Linked DNA regions of Ovis aries: region 1 is linked to region 2. A link is a contact called in public Hi-C data. All regions are on one chromosome and are shown on one strand. Each heading gives the region's core, a stretch centred on a gene start, on an enhancer-like site or on the middle of the called end of the contact. The rest is flanking DNA. Distances are from core to core; before and after follow the strand shown.

The links. A called contact is a pair of places that touch in the nucleus more often than the background predicts.
Region 1: a contact with region 2 is called in a Hi-C map of liver, with 3 times the contacts expected there. The contact joins the enhancer-like site here to the promoter of ACO1 in region 2. A contact is called at or near these places in 9 of 16 Hi-C or Micro-C datasets (blood, liver, mesenteric adipose tissue and 5 more).

What each region holds. Positions count from the first base shown.
Region 1 is chr2:101,620,337-101,627,889 of ARS-UI_Ramb_v3.0, forward strand. The region is part of intron 16 of RIGI (RNA sensor RIG-I); the gene reads right to left. Among named protein-coding and RNA genes, the nearest start is that of TRNAG-UCC, 26 kb to the left of the region's middle. Within about 2 kb of position 2,210, at least 5 of the 54 cell types and tissues checked have an H3K27ac peak or open chromatin away from gene starts, as enhancers often do. A contact at or near this core is called in liver, where this site is marked.
Region 2 is chr2:101,540,574-101,547,803 of ARS-UI_Ramb_v3.0, forward strand. It overlaps ACO1 (aconitase 1), which reads left to right and starts at 5,524. Exons shown (of 21, transcript XM_015093260.4): 1 at 5,524-5,599.

The DNA of each region.
Region 1 (7,553 bases), core at 960-3,459, 76 kb after region 2:
ATGTGAGTGAGATCCCTGGGGTTTGTCTTTTTTCGCCTTGTGTATATATCCCAGACATGGGGCCGAAGAAGCTGGCAACCAGAAATACCTCTCGGCACACACAGAAAGTCTGAACAAAAGCCTGTCTCTCTAGCCAAAGGATGAAGACAGGGGCAACTAGCGAGACAGAAAACTTTTAGACACTAGCTGTTCCACAGAGAGAAATCAACAACAGTGACCAAAAAAAAAAAAAAGAACCAAGAAACCCTGAATCTAGTGGGGAGGAACCTAGAATTCCACTTCTTAGGGCTGATACGAAGCATCTCAACACTCCCCCCTGGTGGTGTCAGAGAATGCCACACGGTAGCCCCCTTGTCTGCAGAATCCATAGAGATCACGCTGGGGTCCAGAACGTCCATCCCCAAGCGGAAGTAACAAGGAGCCTCCCCTTGCTGACATCAACAGAAGCTGAGTAGGAAACCTCGACTTCTACCCTCACCTGGCAGTTATGAAACAGGGTCACCTACCTCCCCTGCCAGAACAGTATCAGAAGCAGCCAGCTAACACGGAAGGTGAAGGTCCCAAATTTCATCATCTGGTATGAAAACCTCTGGGTTTTGATTTAAAAATCACTCTTTATACCAAAGACCAGAAAGATCTCAATTTGAATGGAAAATAAAAGACAACCAGTTGATGTTAACACTGAGATGACAGAGATTTGAGAATCATCTGACAAAACCTTTAAACTAGCTATAATAAAAATGCTTCAATGGGTCATCATAAACACTCCTGAAGCAAACAAACTTAGAGGCTCAACAAAGAAATGGAAGGTATAAAGAAGAACAGAATGGAAATTTTGGAACTAAAAGATACAATAACCAAAACAAAAAGTTTGGTGGATGGGCTCAATAGCAGAACAGAGAGGACAAAGGAAAGAATCCGTGAACTGGAAGACAGAACAACAGGAATGACCCAATCTAAACAACAGAAAGCAAACAGAAAAAAATTAACAAATGAGCAGAGCCTCAGCTAACTTTAGGACTACTTTAAAAAGATCTAACAGTTATGACAGGAGAGGGGAAAGAGCAGAGCTTAAAAAGTACTCAAAGAAACAATGACTAAACATTTCCCAAATTTTGCATAACAGAACCCTACAGACAGAAGATGCTGGACAAATCCAAACAGGATAAATGCAAAGAAACCACACCAAGACACATTGTAGTTAAACTTCCGGAAACTAAAGACACAGGAAAAAACTTCGGTGTGTATGTATGGTTTGCCCCTTACCTTCATTTATTTATCTATTTCTGGATTTACATGGTTTTTAGATGGTAATTTCACCTTTAAGAGATTTATCCTATGGGAAGTCCAGATCATTTGATTTATATTGTCTTTTAAAATATTTTTTCAATTGAAGTGTAGTTGATTTACAATGTTATGCCAATCTCTGCTGTATAGCACAGTGACTCAGCTACACACATATAGACACATTTTTTTCTAGTATGGTTTATCACAGGATATTAAATATGTTCGCTGTGCTATCCAGTAGGACCTTCTTGTTTATCCTATTGTTGTGTAAACTATTACATATAACAGTTTACATTTAATTCGCTGATCCCAAGCTTCCCTCCCCGATCCACTCCTCCCTGGCAAACACAAGTCTGTTCTCTAAACACACAGGAAAAAAATCTTGAGAGCAACCAGAAAAAAAAAAAAAAAAAAATGGCACCTTACCTACAAGGGAAAAACCATCTGAATGACACCAGATTTCTCACCAGAGAATGTGGACAGCAGACAAAAGTGGCACAATATTTTTCAAATGCTAAAAGAAAACCCTGTCAATCCAAATGCCTATATTCGCAGCAATATATACTTAGAAATAAAGAGGAAATCAAGACATTCTCAGGTGAAGCAAAACAAATTATTTTAAGAATTTGTGCACCAGCAGACGTTCCCTTCCCTAAAAGAAGAGCAAAAAGAAGTTCTCTAAAGAGAAGAACGTGACAGAAGAAGAAGCCCTGAAACCTCAAACATCAAGGAAGAAAGAGCATGGTGATTACAGAGCAGAGCTGGCTGTGGAAGGGTCTGCTCTGCCCCACTGGTCTGTGGGGCTGCCTCTGTTTTATCCAATGTTCCAGGTGGAACCAGACAGCTTAGGTGTAGCCCTGTTCCTACCACTTACAGCCGTGTCATTCTGGGCAAGCGCCTCAAATATAAAATGGGAACAGTCACAGCATTTACTTCATAGGTTGTTGGGAGGTAACATGAGTTAATAATTGATCAGGACTGCCTGGCATAGCTTTAATGCTCCTTGTATTCGTCTTGGTCTGTTAGGCTAGTATTTTGCCAAGAACCATGAAAATGTTAATGATGGTGATTTGTACTTCAGTACTGGGTAGGGCATTATCTATTCGTGAGTTATTTTTTCAGAAATGCCATCGCTATTTTCATTCATGCATGTGTCTATATAAACTCTGGAGCTATTTTACAAAGCTAAAGCCTCATTTCTATTTTGATTGTGGGCTATGATAAATGCACAACTGGATTTGCAGTGAAGGCACAGCTTTAAAATAGTCAGCCATTCAAGAAAATGCTGTTTCTTTTCTTTCTTTTTCAAAAGTTTTTTACTTGGCTGTGCCGGTACGTCGGAGAAGGCAATGGCACCCCACTCCAGTGCTCTTGCCTGGAAAATCCCATGGACGGAGGAGCCTGGTAGCCTGCAATCCATGGGGTCACTAAGAGTCGGGCACAACTGAGCGACTTCACTTTCACTTTTCATTTTCATGCAAATGGAAACCCACTCCAGTGTTCTTGCCTGAAGAATCCCAGGGACGGGGGAGCCTGGTGGGCTGCCGTCTCTGGGGTCGCACAGAGTCGGACACGACTGAAGCGACTTAGCAGCAGCAGCCGGTATTAGTTGCAGCATGTGGGATCTAGTTCCCTGACCAAGGATTGAATGTGGGCTCCCTGCATTGGGAGCTTGGAGCCTTAGCCACTGGACCACCGGGGTAGTCCCAGGGTTTCTTTTGTCTTAATTTACCTTCTATTACTCAGTAAAATTTTTTTAGTTGTCCTAGTGGTGTTGGAGAAGACTCTTGAGAGTCCCTTGGACTGCAAGGAGATCCAACCAGTCCATCCTAAAGGAGATGAGTCCTGGGTGTTCACTGGAAGGACTGATGTTGAAGCTGAAACTCCAATACTTTGGCCACTTCATGCAAAGAGCTGACTCATTTGAAAAGACCCTGATGCTGGGAGGGATTGGGGGCAGGAGGAGAAGGGGACGACAGAGGATGAGATGGCTGGATGGCATCACCAACACGATGGACATGAGTTTGGGTGAACTCCAGGAGTTGGTGATGGACAGGGAGGCCTGGCGTGCTGCTGTTCATGGGGTTGCAAAGAATTGGACACGACTAAGCGACTGAACTGAACTGAACTGATTTATGCTTCAAACAGTTCTGGTCAGGACAACAGATGCAGAGTTTAGCCAGATGGACTCTGCCAGCTCTACCCCGACCTAGCTGTGTGATCTACTGACACTGAAAATTTTCATGCCTCAGTTTCCCTCCCAGAGCGTGACTTCATGAGAGGCTCAACCACATGGATCGCTGCGAGACCCGTTGATATAAATAAGCATTTGCAGGGCTTGGTGGAGAGCCCATGTTCTGCACGGATGAGTCAGTTATTGTCACTGTGAGCGGAAATGTCCCAGCCCCGTATACCTTGTACTGGTTACTGATCACCCATTGAGAAGCCATGGATCTCTAAAGCACTTCAAACTCAAATAAAGCTTGATTTATATTTAAAAATTTAGGCCTGGAATATAGGCCAGGAAAGCAATCAAAATATGATTTCCTCTCCCCTGATTCCCCACTCTACTCCATCCCACCTGTAACTATCTTCATTGTCTTTGTAAGAATAAAGGAAGCGTAATGTGCCCGATTTCCAATTCACATCTTCACTGTTATAAAACTGCTGCATGATGTGTGCATTTGCCTCGTTATTTCCTCTGGGTAAATTTCTAGAAACGAAATTCCTGGGTTACATGATATACATTTCCCTATGAGGAATTTTAATTTCTCAGACATGGTTCTGATCATTACTTAAGGTAGGCCCAGGGTGGGGGGAATGTGACGGGAAAAAGGTACAAATATAAACTTTCCCTTTGGGCATCCAATTAAAAAAAATCACCTACATATACTAAAATGCAATTAAATAGTTCAGTTCAGTTCAGTCACTCAGTCGTGTCCGACTCTTTGCAACCCCATGGACTGCAGCATGCCAGGCTTCCCTCTCCATCACCAACTGCTGGAGCCTGCTTAAACTCATGTCCATCGCATCGGTGATGCCATCCAACCATCTCATCCTCTGTTGTCCCCTTCTCCTCCCGCCTTCAATCTTTCCCAGCAGCAGGGTCTTTTCAAATGAGTCGGTTCTACGCATCACGTGGCCAAAGTACTGGCGTTTCAGCTTCAGCCATCAGTCCTTCCAATGAATATTCAGGACTGATCTCCTTTAGAATAGACTGGTTTGATCTCCTTGCAGTCCAAGGGACTCTCAAGTGTCTTCTCCAACACCACAGTTCAAAATCATCCGTTCTTCAACACTCAGCTCTCTTCACAGTCCAACTCTCACACCCATACATGACTACTGGAAAAACCATAGCCTTGACTAGATGAACCTTTGTTAGTAAAGTAATGTCTCTGTTTTTTAATATGCTGTCTAGGTTGGTCATATCTTTTCTTTCAAGGAGCAAGCATCTTTTCATTTCATGGCTGCAGTCACCATCTGCAATGATTTTGGAGCCCCCCAAAATAAAGTCTTTCACTGTTTCCATTGTAATAATCTCAAATATTTTAAATGTCACTAAAGGCAATAAATATAAATCCTAAAAATTAAAACTCTTACTTCTATACTGAAAACTAAGTAAAACTGAGTAACTGGATAAAGAGGTTTAACCAAAGTCACAAGTTAAGTCTAGAGGACACGGTCTCCCCTTCGCCCACCTGTGGTTGGGAAGCAGCGTAACTCCCTACACTGAGGTGAGAAAAGCGAAACTATGAATACCTGATTGTATGCAGTCGTGGGCAGAGATCAGGTTGGAAATTCTGTAGCCAAAATGAACTTTCTTTTACCCTGAATCTTATCCTCTACTCCTAAGAAAGGAAAGTAGGCTTCTTCATTTTGATTTCAAATGACCCTCCACAACTAGAACTATGAAAAATATCCTTTATACTTTATTGCTCTAGAATGAAGTCCAATCAGATCCTGAGGCTTCCATCATGGAAATAAGTTTCTGGAGGGTTCTGGGCCATCTACAGGTTCAGCTAGATGGCTGCAGAATAACCAGAGGTCCCCGAGGGCCACAGTGCTCTGGGGAAGTCAGCCACACGGAGGTAATGGACAAGGCAGCTGTGGGTGTGGAGAAGAGAGTGCACACGCTCCCTTCCCCCACTCAAGGGCTGCCTTAATGCACTCTGAACTTCTTCCCTCACTTGTGCAAAGTTTTTTGATATAAAGGGCCCAGGTGCTCAGATCCAATGTCCAGTTCAGTTCAGTCGCTCAGTCGTGTCCGACTCTGCGACCCCATGAGCTGCAGCACGCCGGGCCTCCCTGTCCAACATCAACTCTCGGAGCCTACCAAAACTCATGTCCATTGAGTCAGTGATGCCATCCAACCATCTCATCCTCTGTCATCTCCTTCTCCTCCTGCTCTCAATCTGTCCCAGCATCAGGGTCTTTTCAAATGAGTCAGCTCTTCGCATGAGGTGGCCAAGTATTGGAGTTTCAGCCTCAACATCAGATCTTCCAGTGAACACCCAGGACTCATCTCCTTTAGGATCGACTGGTTGGATCTCCTTGCAGTCCAAGAGACTCTCAAGAGTCTTCTCCAACACCACAGTTCAAAAACATCAATTCTTCGGAGCTCAGCTTTCTTCACAGTCCAATTTTCACATCTATACATGACTACTGGAAAAACCATAGCCTTGACTAGATGGACCTTTGTTGGCAAAGTACTGTCTCTGCTTTTGAATATGCTATCTAGGTTGGTCATAACTTTTCTTCCAAGGAGTAAGCATCTTTTAATTTCATGGCTGCAGTCACCATCTGCAGTGATTTTGGAGCAGAAAAAAATAAAGTCAGCCACTGTTTCCACTGTTTCCCATCTATTTCCCATGAAGTGATGGGACCAAATGCCATGATCTTAGTTTTCTGAATGTTGAGCTTTAAGCCAACTTTTTCACTCTCCTCCTTCACTTTCATCAAGAGGCTCTTTAGTTCTTCTTCACTTTCTGCCATAAGGGTGGTGTCATCTGCATATCTGAGGTTACTGATATTTCTCCCGGCAATCTTGATTCTAGCTTGTGCTTCTTCCAGCCCAGCGTTTCTCATGATGTACTCTGCACAGAAGCTAAATAAGCAGGGTGACAATATACAGCCTTGACGTACTCCTTTTCCTATTTGGAACCAGTCTGTTGTTCCATGTCCAGTTCTAACTGTTGCTTCCTGACCTGCATATAGGTTACTCAAGAGGCAGGTCAGGTGGTCTGTATTCCCATCTCTTTCAGAATTTTCCACAGTTTCTTATGATCTACACAGTCAAAGGCTTTGGCATAGTCAAGAAAGCAGAAATAGATATGTTTCTGGAACTCTCTTGCTTTTTCGATGATCCAGTGGATGTTGGCAATTTCATCTCTGGCTCCTCTGCCTTTCCTAAAACCAGCTTGAACATCTGGAATTTCATGGTTCACGTATTGCTGAAGCCTGGCTTGGAGAATTTTGAGCATTACTTTACTAGCATGTGAGATGACTGCAATTCTGTGGTAGTCTGAGCATTCTTTGGCATTGCCTTTCTTAGGGATTGGAATGACAACTGCCCTTTTCCAGTCCTGTGGCCACTGCTGAGTGTTCCAAATTTGCTGACATATTGAGTGCAGCACTTTAACAGCATCATCTTTCAGGATTTAAAATAGCTCAACTGGAATTCCATCACCTCCACAGCTTTGTTTGTAGTGATGCTTCCTAAGGCCCACTTGACTTCACATTCCAGGATGTCTGGCTCTAGGTGGGTGATCACACCATCGTAATTAACTGGGTCATGAAGATCTTTTTTGTACAGTTCTGTGTATTCTTGCCACCTCTTCTTAATATCTTCTTCTGTTAAGTCCATATCATTTCTGTCCTTTATCGAGCCCATCTTCGCATGAAATGTTCCCTTGGTATCTCTAGTTTTCTTGACAAGATTTCTAGTCTTTGCTTTTTCAAAACACCACAGACAGGGGGCTCACCCCGAGAACCATAAATCCTTTGACTTTTAAGAGAATAAGGTTTCCCCTACCTTGGTATACTTCTCCTAAGCCTCTTCCCTTGACAGCAAAGCCTGCCTCTTTCAACATGGCAGTGTGCGCTGGTCACCACAACAGGACAGGGACGAGACCAAGACTCTGCGCTCCCAACCGCCACAGAGTTACCAGCTAGCAGAGACTCTTGGCCACCCTGCAGCTGGGTCCTTGCTCACTCTTTACCATCTCTGCCCATTTTCACTCAATGCATGTTAGGGGAATTCCCCAGTG
Region 2 (7,230 bases), core at 4,274-6,773:
ACACAAGTTTTCAAGATGGCATATATTGAGCAGCCACTGAACATCGGAAGCAGGCCAGTGGGCACTAAGAGTCAACTTAGCCAAACCATCAGTGAACCAGGCATTAAGATGAACCTCTGTGAACAAAGGGCCCCAATAAACTGATAGATTTATTTCAGGTGGTATAACGGAGGATATTCAAAAGCAGAGACATTACTTTGCCAACTAAGGTCCGTCTAGTCAAGGTTATGGTTTTTCCTGTGGTCATGCATGGATGTGAGAGTTGGACTGTGAAGAAGGCTGAGCACCGAAGAATTGATGCTTTTGAACTGTGGTGTTGGAGAAGACTCTTGAGAGTCCCTTGGACTGCAAGGAGATCAAACCAGTCCATTCTGAAGGAGAGCAGCCCTGGGATTTCTTTGGAAGGAATGATGCTAAAGCTGAAGCTCCAGTACTTTGGGCACCTCATGCGAAGAGTTGACTCATTGGAAAAGAGTCTGATGCTGGGAGGGATTGAGGGCAGGAGGAGAAGGGGACGACAGAGGATGAGATGGCTGGATGGCATCACTGACTGGATGGATGTGAGTCTGAGTGAACTCCGGGAGTTGGTGATGGACAGGGAGGCCTGGCATGCTGCAATTCATGGGGTCACAAAGAGTCGGACACAACTGAGTGACTGAACTGAACTGAATGGAGGATAAAGTGTTTCCAAAGCAATGAGAGGTTAACTTAGGCAGGCTGATAAGGAGTCCAAGCCTAAGGCCCTTTAAGGAGGAGGCAAACATTCTTTTTCACATTCTTTTGCCTTAGACAAGTACGCCTTGTAAGCAGCAATATCTCTTGTTCAAGGACATGCCTTTTTTTTTTTTTTTTTTTTAATTTCTAGGCTTTGGATGAATGTTATGGGTGAGGTGGATCGCTCAGTCGTGTCCAACTCTTTGCGACCCCATGGACTTGTAGCCTACCACACTCCTCCATCCATGGGATTTTCCAGGCAATAGTACTGGAGTGGATTGCCATTTCCTTCTCCAGCGGATCTTCCCGACCCAGAGATCGAACCCAGGTCTCCCGCATTGTAGACAGACGCTTTACCATCTGAGCCACCAGGGAAGTCTGAGAAGTACATAAGACCCTGCTTAAACCAGTGAGGCAGGTACTTGCCAGCCCCCTTCTGATGTCTACATCAGAAGCTTTTTCTGTTACTTTCACTTTAAATAAAATCTACACAAAGCATTGACTGACTGAGACTGTCTTTGGTCCCGGAGTTAAATCTTCTCCTTCAAAGACCATGAATTCAGTGGCACCATTCACTGTAAGCTATCAGCAATAGCTGCCATTTTTTCAAATAAACTAAGATGCTGCTGGGGCCAGGCCATACAATCTCCATTTAACAAGTAAGACTGGACTTTTTCCTTGCTGTTGTTGAGTTGCTAAGTCATATCTGACTCTTTTCCGACCCCCACAGACCATAACCCACCAGGCATCTCTGTCCATGGGACTTCCTAGGCAAGAATACTGGAGTGGGTAGCCATTTCCTCCTCCAAGGAATCTTCCTGACCCAGGAATCAAACCCACATCTCCTGCATTGCAGACAGATTCTGTACTAATGAGCTACTAGGGAACCCCGAGTTTTTCCTTACTCGTTGTCAAGTCTGAGTTAGCTCACCCAGGAATGGGGACATCAGGTTGCAGAGGCCTAAGCCTTTATGTAAGGACCAAGCATTCATCTTCAACCAGCACTTGGCAACACATCAATTGCTACTCCCCCTTTTAAAATGGGTGTACTTAGTGCCTGGATCCGGCAGGTGGCGATATTGTACTGGGAAACTGCCTTTCCAAGCTGCCACTTTTTAAATCCTTAAAGCTGTAATTCCATTTCCTCTCAGATTTTACATTCTTTTGCAGGACTGCTGGGAAGAGAACAGAGGCAGGTTCTCTACCTGCCACAGTCCCTGAATGCAAGAATCTCTTCTGGACTTCATGCGCATTTACAATACAAGTAGGTACAACATAAATATCAAGTATATGTCCAGACATGAAATTAAAAGATGCCTGCTCCTTGGAAGAAAAGCTATGACAAACCTAGACAGCGTATTAGAAAGCAGAGGCATCACTTTGCCGACACATATCCATATAGTCAAAGCTATGATTGTTCTAGTAGTCATGTGTTGATGTGAGTGTTGGACCATAAAGAAGGCTGAGCACCGAATAATTGATGCTTTCGAACTGTGGTGTTGGAGAAGACTCTTCGGAATCCCTTGGACTGCAAGGAGATCAAATCAGTCAATCCTAAAAGAAATCAGTACTGAATATTCATTGGAAGGACTGATGCTGAAGCTGAAGCTGAAGCTCCAATACTTTGGCCACCTGATGCGAAGAACTGACTCAGTGGAACAGACCCTGATGCTAGAAGAGATTGAAGGCAGGAGGAGAAGGGGATGACAGAAGGTGAGATGGCTGGATGGCATCACTGACTCAATGGACATGAGTTTGAGCAAACTCTGAGAGACAGTGAAGGACCAAGAAGCCTGGGGTGCTGCAGTCCATGGGGTCACAAAGAATCAGACAAAACTGAGCAACTGAACAATAACAACAATATGTTCAGCAATGAAAGACTTACTACAGATCATTATCCAGAAAAAAATATTAAATAAGTCAGTAGCAGCAGAGTCAGAACAGTAATATGACTGTGATATGATTTCTAACACCTCCATCCCCAGGATGGAGAGCATCTTTACCTGAGTGCACCTAAATTACAGAGCTGTAGCAGGGAACTCTGGACTGTCAAACAGGGAGACACAGGCCTGAAAATAAATGAATAAAGAATTTTAGACCATATAGGAACAGACCAAAGTTCCCTCCTGGAACATTTAAGCTCCTCTTCTTGTCTGCAAAGAACTAGTAACTTATAACCTCAGAGTATCCAATGATTTCATTTAAATAATTATATACTTTTGAAATTCGTTTATTGGCTGTGCAGGGTCTTCGTTGCTGCGTGAGGGTTTCTCTAATTGTGATGAGCAGGGGTTACTCTCTAGTGGCAATGCATAGGCATCTCATTGCGGTGGCTTCTCTTTTGCAGAGCATGGGTGCTAGAGCATGACCTCAGTAGCTGAGGCACCTGGGCCCAGCTGTCCTGCAGCACATGGGGTCTTCCCAGACCAGAGATCAAACCCATATCCTCTGTACTGGCAGGCAGACTCTCAACCACTGGATCACCAGCAAAGTCCTGCTGCTGCTGCTGCTGCTGCTGCTGCTGCTGCTGCTGCTGCTGCTACTGCTGCTGCGTCACTTCAGTCGTGTCCGACTCTGTGTGACCCCATAGACAGCAGCCCACCAGGCTCCGCCATCCCTGGGATTCTCCAGGCAAGAACACTGGAGTGGGTTGCCATTTCCTTCTCCAATGCATGAAAGTGAAAAGTGAAGTCGCTCAGTCGTGTCCAACTCTTCGCGACCCCATAGACTGCAGCCCACCAGGCTCCTCCATCCATGGGATTTTCCAGGCAAGAGTACTGGAGTGGGTTGCCATTGCCTTCTCCTACTCAAGTGCTAATGCTCCACAAATAGCTGCTGTTAAAAGAGTGTGGAGATCTGAAGAAGGTTAAGGTCAATGATGGAGACAGAGCAGACTTTAGCTGGAAGTTTGCATAGAGAGAAAATAGATGACGAAGACTTCATCAGTGTATGGAGTTACATGTAAAGTGAGAAGAGAAAAAGTGCACTGAAAGAGCCTAAGAAAGAGGGGCCAAATTAAGAAGAGGTGAATCATGAGAGTAGAAGCCTCTAAAGCCAAAAGGAGGTTAAAATTTCAAGGAAAGACCTATTACCAGTATCAAATACCACAGAGCAGTCAGCAAGGGCAAGAACAGAAGAGAGGTCACTGGGTTTTGCAATCCACACATTCCTGGTGACAGGCCCAAGAGCAAAAGAGTAGGGTGACGCGAGAACTTTTTCCTTCACTGTTTTGGCCAGAGCGTTTACTAATAAATCTCAATTCCTTTTATAGTTCTGATTTAATTATTTCCTATCAAGGATTATCAGCTCTCCTATTACATGTATGTTACCATTAAACATTAAGAAATTTTGCTTTGTGAAGGGCTGCCTTGGTTAAGAATCAAAATTTAGCTGGATGTCTTTTCTCCCTACCCCTCAGCCTTCTGCACATACTCTCTAAGGGGACCCCAGTCCACTCAAGGGAAGTTTGTTCAATGGATGTGAATGGTAACAGTTTAGAAAGTGGGTAGGAAGAAAGTCTTCTCCCATACAGTAAAAATATAATGCTTGTTATGTGTGTGTGTGCGCTCAGTTAGTCATGTCCAATTCTTTGCGACCCCATGAACTACAGCCCGCCAGGCTGCTTTGTCCATGGGGATTCTGCCATTTCCTCCTCCAGGGGATATTCCTGACCCAGGCATTCAACTCATGCCTCCATCTGCACTGGCAGGTGGATTCTTTACCACTGAGCCACCTGGGAAGCAATGTTTACTACACAGTAAATATGTCCTTCTTCAAACTTGAATATAGTAGCAGCCGTGTTAGTTGCTCAGCAGTGCCCGACTCTTTGCAACCCCATGGACTGTAACTCGCCAGGTTCCTCTGTCCATGGGATTCTCCAGGCAAGAATACTGGAGTGGGTTGTCATTTCCTCCTTCTCCAGGGGATCTTCCCAACCCAGGGTTATGAACCCGTTTTTCTTATGTCTCCTGCATTGGCAGGCGGGTTCTTTACCGCTAGCCTCACCTGGGAAGCTAAAAACGCTACGTTACACAGGTTGGCCCCTATGGGGATAGCCACTACTCCTTCTTTCTATAAGCCGTATATCCATATACTCAAGATAGAAAACTACAATCACTCTTTATATAAGTTGGGCAAAACCCTCACCTTTTCTCTAGAAAGATCTAATCAGTCAAATTTGCCTGAGCAGGCGCGACGCCAACCAACCTATAGAAACTAGGCGCAGTGAGGAAGGCCTGCTGAGTCAACTCAGTCATTTCTCTGACTTCTGACAGGTGAACAGCCTGCATTAGGAAGCGTTGCTAGACATAAAAAAACAACAACACTGAAACTTTGCACTCCATAACCATGGAAACTCTGAAGTCCTGGCAGTCACTCGGCTCGCTTTGCCAGGCGCTAAGATGGGGGCGGGGTGGGGGCAAAGGGGAGAGAGGGGAGGTGACCACGTACCGGGGTGTCGGACAGGGAAGCCTCCACAGTGACGGTCAAATCATTTTTAAAAGCTGCATTTCTCACCTGCCCCTTCAGCTCCTTCCCTGCGAGCTGGGCAGTCACACTCCACGCCCAAGAGTGAGCGTGTCCCCGGCCTGGGCCAGCATGGGAGGATCCTGTCCTGAGGCGGCTTCCTGCCGCTGACCCCCAGCTACCCCGCTCCCTCCCGGGCGAGGTCTCCGCGCCCGCAAGCCCCGCCCCGCCCGCAAGCCCCGCCCCGCCCGCAGGCCCCGCCCCACTCGCCGGCCCCGGCCCGGCCCCGGCCCGGCCCCGCCCCTCGGCTGGCGGCCCTGCGGCGACAGGGGGCGGAGCGGCGCCAGCGGCTGGACTCAGCCCGGGAGAGCGCCCCCAGCCTGGTTCCCCGCGCCAGTCGGAGTCCGCCGTGCGCCCCGCGGTGAGTACGACGCGGCCCAACCCGGGTCCCCGGGCCCGAGCGCCGGCCGCCCTGCCCCGGCGGGGGAAATGCGGGTCGGCGGAACCCCGGGCCGCCTCCCCGAGCCGGGCTGCGGCGCGCCGGGCCGCCCGGGGGAGCGGGAAGGCAGCCGGGAGAATCGGGACTAGTTCCTGGGGACTGACCCCTCCGCCCTGTTCCCAGCCCGTGCCGCGCCGAGGACCGGGGCGGGACTGGAAATGGCTCTCCTCGGCCTCCTTCGCCCGGGCTGTGCCGGCCGCCGGGAGAGTCCGCGCCGAGCTTGTGCGGGCCTCAGCCGGGAGTCGGCGAGGCTGTGGGGGCCGCCGGGAGAATCCACGCTGCGACTTGTCCCGGCACACTGAAGCGGGGAGTCCTGCCCCCAAGGAGGGTGTGCGGGCTTCGCCGGGGAGTCCTCGTCGAGCTGGGGGTGGCGAGGGAGGGACATTTCCCACTGGGGTTCCGACAGATCGGGGAGTCCACACCAGGTGGTAAGGGGGAAATGGAGTGAGGAGGGAAGAGACCCTCGGTGGAAGGGGTGGGGACACAGTCCATCCTGAAGATTCACAGACCTAGGGAGGAGTGAGTGAGTGTGTCTGTGTGTGTCTGTGTGTGTGTGTGTGTGTGTGTGTGTGTGTGTGTGTGTGTTGCGGGGATGGGGGCAGAGAGTCGGAAACAGCCTCTCAGCAGTGGGGACAGAGTCCATCCTAAAGACTCACAGACCCAGGGAGGAGTGAGTGAGTGAGTGAGTGTGTGTGTGTGTGTGTGTGTGTGTGTGTGTTGCGGGAACGGGGGCAGAGAGTCGGAAACAGCCTCTCAGCAGTTCTCAAACTCCCCTATACACTCTTAAAAATTAGTATATTAAGGAGCTTTTATGTGGGTTATGTGTCTCAATATTTATCATGTATAACTAAAACAGAATTTTTCAATATATTTAGTATCTCATTTAAAAATAGTGGTAAAGAATCCACCTGCCAGTGCAGGAGACATAAGAGATGTGGGTTTGATCCCTGGGTTGGGAATATCCCCTGGATATGAAAATGGCAACCCACTCCAGTATCCTTGCCTGGAGAATCCCGTGGACTTAGGAGCCTGATGGGCTACAGTCTATGGGGGTAGCAAAGAGTCTGATATGACTGAGCACACAGACATGCATGCATTATATGTTGATATGTGTTTATGAAAATAACCATACCTTTCAAAATAGAATGTTACTGACCAGAGTATCATTGTATTATATTTTTGCAAATCTCCTATCAGTTTTAATAAGTGGCAGCTAGGGTTCTTATATCGTGCTTCTGCACTGTCTGTTGCGGTATTACATGTCATATCGCCTCTGGAAAACTCCACTGTGTACTCCTGAATGTGTGTGAGTAAAAGCATCAAATAGCATCTTGGTATTATTATGAAAGTGGTTTTGACTTTGTGAATCCCTAGAGTCCTCTGCACCACACTTTGAGAACCACTGGAGTAGGAAATGCTTCAGGGGCTCAAGTCATTGATCCCGCTTCTTGTTTGTGATCCTTCCTCTGAATGGGAACACGGATCACCCCAAGGAAGGATGGTTAACCTCTGGTAGCTGCAACCAAGCTGACCTCACTCTGGAAACCCAAGTA